Linked DNA regions of Sus scrofa: region 2 is linked to region 1. A link is a contact called in public HiChIP or PLAC-seq data. All regions are on one chromosome and are shown on one strand. The core of a region is the stretch at or near the end of the contact, and the rest is flanking DNA. Distances in the headings are between cores, read along the strand shown. Region 1 has its middle 11 kb from the start of DAPP1. Region 2 overlaps MTTP (microsomal triglyceride transfer protein).

Region 1 (3,939 bases), core at 465-2,964:
CCTTAGTATCTGGTGAGGTCTGTATTCAAATCAGCTGAAAGGCAGTCCTCCAACTCTTACCCTTGGGCTGAATCTGAATGCAGGCCTCATCCCATCCCCACCCAATTAATGCTTGCACCTCCACTAGTTAAGCAAGGCTGCCTTGTTCTGATGGCTTTCTGGAACTGACAGTGGTTTCCCAACATCCCAGGTTTCCCTCTTTCTCTATGATTCCCTATTGGGCCTTCTACAACCACCTGTGCCTACTCCATCCCTATCAAAAGGAGGAGACTTAGATAGAAACAAAAGAGTCCAACAAAAAAGGGGCCAACTCATGACCGAAGAAGCTGTTTATGGATTGAGGATTATATTTAAATGAAGGAGTTTGAGAGGAGAGAGTGGCTTTGATGAATTGGGAAACTTAACTTGTAGGCTATGTCTCTGGAGAAATCCCTCAGCAGAAAATGGTTCGACATGTGTCCAATGTTAAGAGACTAAGGGTTCATGGAACACTAGACAGTCGCTAGATGGGGGAGACAGGAACGACAGAGGTGCTGAGATGGCTTCGGTTTTTGAGGAAGGGGAAAATGTGTCTGAAAATATGAAAGACCCCCAATGGCAAACATAGAAGCAAGGAGCCAGTTAGGCAGAGCTGAGCCCTCATAATTCACTCACCTTCTAGCAAGGAAGGAAATTCATTTGACTGTAGGTTGGGAGTCAAATTTAAAAAATCAGAGAATCTCTGAAATACACGCTTCAATTTACAAGAGCACCTTCCCTCTTTGCTTCCGGTGTCCATCAAACGTTATTTCCTGGGAGTTATCCTATGGAACCACCACTGTAAAACTAACACTGTCCCCAGTACTCCATACCCAATACCCAATCATGAGGATTTTTTAATTTTAGTTTTATGGGAATATAGTTGACTTACAAGTTTGTGTTAGTTTCAGGTGCACAGCAGAGTGAATCAGTTCTGCCTACACAAATATCCACTCCGTTTCAGATTCCTTTCCAGTATCCATCACTACAGAGTCCTGAGCAGATCTCCCTGTGCTCTACAGTGGGTCCTTTAACAAAGGGTCTTAGCTGCACGAAAAGCCAGCTGTGATCCCTCCCATTATTTAAGGCGATTACTTAGATGCGAAGCCAGGATCCCTCAATGTGAACCTACGGTATCACATCCATCCAAGGCCCCTTGGAAACCACCCTGCACCATTCCCTTATCCCATCTCACAGAGTCTGAAAGATGGGTGTTATATTTCGGGAGGTTGAAAAAAATAACCCAAGGCTTGCATATGGAAACGGCAGTAGAGTGAAAGGCTGATTCACACTCCTCATCTATCTGACTCCAAAGCCCTCGTTCATCCCCACCCCCACTGCACCCAAGGAGGTGGGGCTCCCTGGGGAGTGGAGAAGGCCCCTTGCTGGCCTGTCAGCGGGCTCGCTTCCGCTTGTGTGAGGCTGGCACCCCAGACTGCACACCACAGCTCTGGAGGTGAGGCAGGACTTATCCTCAGAGCCCCCCCCGCGGTGAGGAGTCCAGATTGACACATCCATTTCTCAGGCTTTTACAAAACCAGGAGTGACGGGAAAGAGCTCATGCAATCATCATCTGTAAGACATTTTTTAAAACGGAGAAGAAAAAAAATCAACTTTCAGTATTACTCCCCTGCAACTCATAGACTGTGCCTCCTCTGATTTCCCAAGAATAACCATCTCTTCTTCCTTCTCCCTGCTACTTCTTTTCATCCTGATTTTTAAAATGATAACACCACAGACCCTGGGAGCTAGACTCATTGAAGGTTTATTTTTAGGCGAGCTTTACAAGAACTATGCAGCCCACCTGTGGCCATTAAGGATCCTAGAATGCTCCTGTGAGGCTGGCACCCTGGGCACTGGCTGTCCTCCAGTGCGGGTCGCTATATTTAGCCCGACTACAAGTTCTCCCCTGCCACAGAGCCTGAGGCCACATTTTCACTTCCTGAGTTTGTATGGGGAGGGGGGTGATCCATCTGCACTGGGGCTCTCTCATCTGCCCTGGGCTCTGCCACTGCTCCATAAGGGATTTTCAGAACATGCCATTCAAGCCTTGGGACTCAGAGCATCTGTAGAGTGGTTCACGGACCCCTGCCACGAAGGATAGTGAATTACCGGCAGTGACTCTGGAAGTCTGGAGTATTGCATGTCAGCAGTGTCGCCCAATGTGGAGAATGGGAAGTAACGTGCGGAGGAGAAGTTTCCACCGAATGTAGGACCTGCGGGAGCTGGCAGAGTTAGACAAGGTTCCACGTGAGACGCCACGGGCTGGGAATGATCCAGATGGAAGCCTAGGGCAGAGAGGGTGTCTGGGACTCTGAGAGAGTCTGTGCTTTCCACTCCTAATGCCACACTGACCTGGCCTCTTGAGAACTTGCATCACGGCTAGCTGTAATCACCAAAACTCCTCGTTGTGGCGAGGGGATATGTTTACAAAGAATGTTATGGTTCATTTCTTCTTGCTTGGAAGTTGGGATCTTGAGAATCCTTAGTTTTAGGACCAAACGCAAAGGTTAAACTCAAACTTCTTAAAACATCCTCTTGGTTAGATAGCTATTCATTTCTTTTGTAAGAGAAACAGCCACAAAGAAAAGAAAAAAAAAAAAACAAACAAACCCATGTCAGCTTTGTGGAAACTACCTAAAAATCAGCAAGAGGGGTAGTGAATTTCCTAAGCACATTTTTCCTTTCAGATAGTGTTTTCATCTTTCTCCGACTATAAGCTGATCATATGGTAGAGGAATCAAAAACTCTTTGGGGATAATGATAATTTCCTGACATGGAAAATTGACGCAAGTTTTCTTCTGTAAGTTGAGGCCAGCTTCAAACACACACACTGGCAAATACGCACATGTTCACGATTCCTCCGAAATCCTAGGCTCTGGCTTCTCCTTTGCAGGTGTAAGTGGTCTTCAGTGTCAACTGGATCAACACACTGCTAACTTGTAACTGGGAATGAACTTAGCAAAATGCCCACATCTGGGCCGAGATTTGCTTTATACTTTTTTTTTTTTTGGTCATTTCAAGAATGTATTTTCCAAAGGCCTTTTAGAAGCAGTTAAAGCAAATGTTATTACCTAAATTGTTCGTTATCTAGATGGTGGGGAAGATCACTAATTCCAAGGATCTGAATCGTTTCGAAGTTTTCAACCAGTAAAAAGCAATAATTGCTCTGGAAGTACATGATGCATTAGCTTTACTCTCAGAGGATCTGAAACTTTTTTTTTTTGGCCGCACCTGCAGCATATGGAAATTCCCAGGCCAGGGATCGAATCTGGTCCACAGCTGTGACCTGCCCCATAGCTGCGGCAATATGGTATCCTTAACCCACTGCACGGAGCTGCACCTCCACAGAGATGATGCAGGTTTTTTAGCTCACTGCACCACAGCAGGAACTCTGGAGTCTGAAACTCTTCAGCATGAATTCCATCAAAATGTTTCACTTCCGGTTATACTCCAATAAGCTCTTTGGTCCAAAGGCTGCTGCCTCTTCTGTTCCTGAGCCAAGACATGCGGGCTGCCCAGGGCAGAGATGTGTTCTGGGTGACCCCGTCTATAGACCTCCCCAAGATCACAAGTGAAGTCCCCCCTCCTCAGAATCTTTGGCAAAGACGATGCTCTAAGATGGGATTCAGGAGAGTATAATCCACTATAACTGGCCAAAGGCAAATGCTTATGTAAATGAGGGTCTTAGTAGATGAAATTGAAATAAATGGACCTCATCCTATGCCAAAGGGCCTGGTCTCCCCATTAAAAGACAAATAACTGTGGACGTTATAGCTCTCTTCAAGGATTTCCTGTCGTGTTTGCCTCAACACTCTGTCGAAGTTTTCTCGAAGAGATTAGATCTCTGAGAATTTTTTCCTTCTTCTTGTCTTTGATTTGGAAGATCCACCGGGATGGAAAGTAACATTTCTCCAATAG
Region 2 (3,939 bases), core at 822-3,321, 110 kb after region 1:
TAATTCTTTTGATTATCACACTGGTTCAAAGATATTCTTTTATGTTCAAAATAAAACACTTCCATTTGATCCAATAGGTTGATTAGAGAAACTAAAGGAGCTGAGAAAACTGGGTTTAGAAAAATGAATGCTAATAAAAACACTTAAGGATTCATAGTGTTTAAGACTTAGTTCTGTGAAAAAGTGATCTTCTTTTTCTCCATTGAAGACAGTAAAAGAAGCAAGATTATAAATTCCAACAAGAGGGATAAGCTTAAAAATTTGCTTAAAAGTGTGTTAAGGAGACAATGTTGCCTCTGTGAGGATGTGGGTTTGATCCCTAGCCTTGCTCAGTGGATTAAGGATCCCGCATTGCTGTAAGGTATGGCCATAAAAAAAATTAAAAAGTAAAGTTTTCTTTCTTTCTTTTTTTTTTCTTTTTTTGTCATTTTAGGGCTGCACCTGCGGCATATGGAGGTTCCCAGGCTAGGGGTCTAATTGGAGCTGTTGCTGCCAGCCTCTGCCAGAGCCACAGCAATGCCAGATCCCTAACCCACTGAGTGAGGCCAGGGATCGAACCTGCAACCTCATAGTTCCTAGTCGGATTCGTTTCTGTTGCGCCACAACGGGAACTCCAGTAAAGTTTTCTGACAGCACTGTCACCTACTACAGTGGGATACCAAGAAAAGATAAACATCTTGTCCACTGGGCAGGCTGTCCATGGATGTCTTTAAAAGCAAAAAATTCTTGGCAGAGTTCTATTAGGTACCTACCCTTCCATTCCAAGAAGCTATGGAAATAATGACTTCCCATGGTTATTTCCTACTCTATGATTGATAATTACAAATAGAAAGCCTAGGTTTTGATAGGTCAGAAGGTTAAACAATTCCAAAAAGCTATCTCTGCGGTTCTTTGCATAGAGCATTAGACTTATGCTTACCGATTTTTCACTCGGGTCTTTGACTCACGATACCACAGACTAAACTCCATTGAACCTGAAATATCAATAGCTAGACCACCCTGGACCTCCATATTGGCCTTAAGTCCAGATTGCAACTGAAGCTCCTAGAAACAAAAATGTATAATAATAGTCAGAAGGAGGAGGAGAAGAAAAAGAGGAAGAAGCACAAAATTTGGCCAGCCCCTTTCCAAAGGCACATTCAACCTCCTGCTCTACATAATGCCACTGAGTTGTGTTAATGTTGATGTCTTTCTCTAAGCTTGGAAACACATTCGAATCTTAATCACCAGAAGATTACTGATGTGCTAAATCATTTAGTCAATTAAAATACTAAAGTAGTTTAGAGTCCATTGAGAAGGGGCTTTCTTTCCATCCTTGCCGCACTTTGGAAGGGGCCATGTTTCTCAAAGTGTGGTTCCCTGACAATTAACATGAGCATCCAGGGAACGTGTTAGAGATGCAAGCCCCATACCCACTGAGTTAGAAACTAATAACTAATCTGACCCCAGAAATCTGTGTTTTACTAAGCCCTCATGTGATTCTGATGCACCCAAATGTGAGAACCACCAGACTAGGGAAAATGAAGGCATCTCCGTGAGGAATTCCGCGTGGCTTTGGGGTAGGGGTGAGAGGTGGGGACAGATGATCTCTCGAAGTCCTTTAGCACTTCTGTAGTTATGTGCTGTGTCAAATATAGTAAACTGCATCCCGCTGGCAAATGAAAGGCAGGATGAAAACTGCCAGAGCAGTATCCTAGTTCCAGGGATTGCCTAGGAAAGGAAAGCTAAGGCAAGGCAACTTAACTAAGCCTTTATACTTTATTGTTCGACCTTTGAAGTGACAACAAAATAACAAGACCAACACAAACTCCAAAGCATATTCCAGAGGACAGGATTCATTTATAAACATAGTCCTTCCTCAGCAATTCTGTAGTTGTCTGAAACCCATTGTTTTATGCTGTTTGCCAGCATTTACACTTTAATTCTCACAATTTCTATGTACATTAGATGGGGTGGTGCTGGCTGAAAACTTTTGCAGCTGGATTGGAATCAGATTGCCTGGAGACAGTGTGGGAAATGATAACAGTTCTGGGAAAAAGGCTCAGTACTCTTAATTTTGATATTCCTCCAAAGATCTTAGGTTCATGGCAACTGGCAGCATGACTAACTTCTTTATGTAACTGCCCTACTCAGACCAAACAAGCCATGCTTTCTTTCCCCAACTATGAATGCCATGATTTCACTTTCTAGAAAGGATTGTGTTGATCCTTGATTTCCCTGACTTCTCTCTACTTTGCAAAAATGAGGCAAGAAATCCCAGTCACAGAACTTGATTTACTGGAAAAAGTCTGAATGGGGCAGGAAACTACCTTCAGTCGGAAAGACACTTGGATGAAGGCATGAGATTCTCCACACTGGGCTCAGGACGCATTAGGAAAGAGCCCTGAGGATCCTTACTGCTACATTAGGTCTAGAACGGGATGTTTTGTTGTAAGATGCGGGGGGTTCCTCGGGCATCATAACTAATCTGAAGGAATACACAGTATCCTGACAAAACCACAATGACCATGTCCTAATTGTAACCTATGCTCTAAGCTGCAGAATCAAGGTATGCACTCTAATTGTGATCATTCCCAAATAAACCCTACTGGGTGCCAGTCTTTCTTTTCTTTGGCTCACGTTCTCTGTTTCCAGTTGGAACACGATAATCTTGTTCGCCAACTCAGCAGAGGTCCGTGACATGGACTTTGGCTTTCCCACTGACGTACATTATGTAGATGTCAAAACACACCAAGTCCCATGGAAAAGAACATTTCACGGCTACTAGACCATGTGCCTTTTGTGGGGAGAGAGCATTTCCACTGCAGTGTGGGTTTTGAGGAACACCTCGGCTTTCTGGGAAAACTCCACTTCTCTCATGCCAAGGCATCACAGGAGAATTCTTGTGTATAGTCACAGAGAAATTTGCTTGGACCCCCACAGAAGGACAGACCACAGATCCCTATAGAAGGACACACTTCTCTTTCCTTTGTGAAAAGGACTAAACCACATAGTGCAGTGGTTCTAAGTTATGAAGAGTAAAAAAATAAGGAGAACTTATTATTCACTTCTTGCACCCCCAAGCCTCTATATTTGATATCTCATTTAATTCCCATACTAATTTTCCATGGTAGGTATTATATCTGAAGATTGGAAAGAAAACCCAGGCTAGGAGATTACATGTGGAGCTAGAATGAATACCCAGACTATTTCTAGTGGGGAAACTTTTCTAATACCATACATGGCTATCATGAAATTACAGTTCTTGTTTGTCTCCTACTGCGTGAGGAAGCCTATTCTGAGAAATATTGCAAAAAAAAGATAAAGCATAGGGTAATGTCCTTGTTTGACCCAGAGCACATATTTATTTAAATTCTTGTCTATAGGCTAGAAGAACAAGATGCTTGAGCTTTGTATTTGTTGCTCATATGACCCCTTTGATCTTTTACTTTTGGTCCCATGGGTTTTCTTATAGTTCAGACACTGGTATTTTGACAGCTCATCCCATTGCTTCCATTCAGGAAAATATGTTCTGGCTAAAGAGGATCCCCCTATTAATCTAACTTTATCAGACATCCTTCTCTGAAGACTAATCCAATTAGCTGAAAAGAGAGAGAGAGGAGGGTGAGCGAAGAGTAATTCCATCTGCCCTGGGGCTGTGACAGGCCATCCACTGCCAAAATTTCCTCCAATGTCAGCACTTGACCTAGAGTGGTATGTGCCTCTGTAGCTGGGATGGCATTACTGGAGTGCTCTGCAGAGGCAGGGAGACTCAAACAGCTTATTTGTATATAAACCCACATCTGCTACATACTCCATTCTAACAAATGCTGGCACTAGGTTCTGTTTAATAGCTAAGGGAAGATGTCGCTCATAGAATGTGCCCATGGTGCCATGGCTTAGTGAATAGAAAAAACCTTACAAGATCATGTAGATCAGGGGTTGGCAAACACTGGCCAG

Evidence for each region. HiChIP or PLAC-seq counts read pairs in DNA pulled down with a chosen protein or histone mark.
Region 2: an H3K27ac HiChIP or PLAC-seq map of skeletal muscle shows a contact between it and region 1. The contact joins two enhancer-like sites. A contact is called at or near these places in 1 of 5 promoter capture datasets (liver), 1 of 47 Hi-C or Micro-C datasets (embryonic fibroblasts) and 1 of 2 datasets of contacts at active chromatin or transcription factors (skeletal muscle).

Annotation. Positions count from the first base shown.
Region 1 is chr8:120,710,212-120,714,150 of Sscrofa11.1, forward strand. No RefSeq gene overlaps it. Among named protein-coding and RNA genes, the nearest start is that of DAPP1, 11 kb to the left of the region's middle. Within about 2 kb of position 1,715, at least 8 of the 83 cell types and tissues checked have an H3K27ac peak or open chromatin away from gene starts, as enhancers often do. A contact at or near this core is called in skeletal muscle, where this site is marked.
Region 2 is chr8:120,824,605-120,828,543 of Sscrofa11.1, forward strand. It overlaps MTTP (microsomal triglyceride transfer protein), which reads right to left. Exons shown (of 18, transcript NM_214185.1): 16 at 920-1,044. Among named protein-coding and RNA genes, the nearest start is that of MTTP, 45 kb to the right of the region's middle. Within about 2 kb of position 2,072, at least 7 of the 83 cell types and tissues checked have an H3K27ac peak or open chromatin away from gene starts, as enhancers often do. A contact at or near this core is called in skeletal muscle, where this site is marked.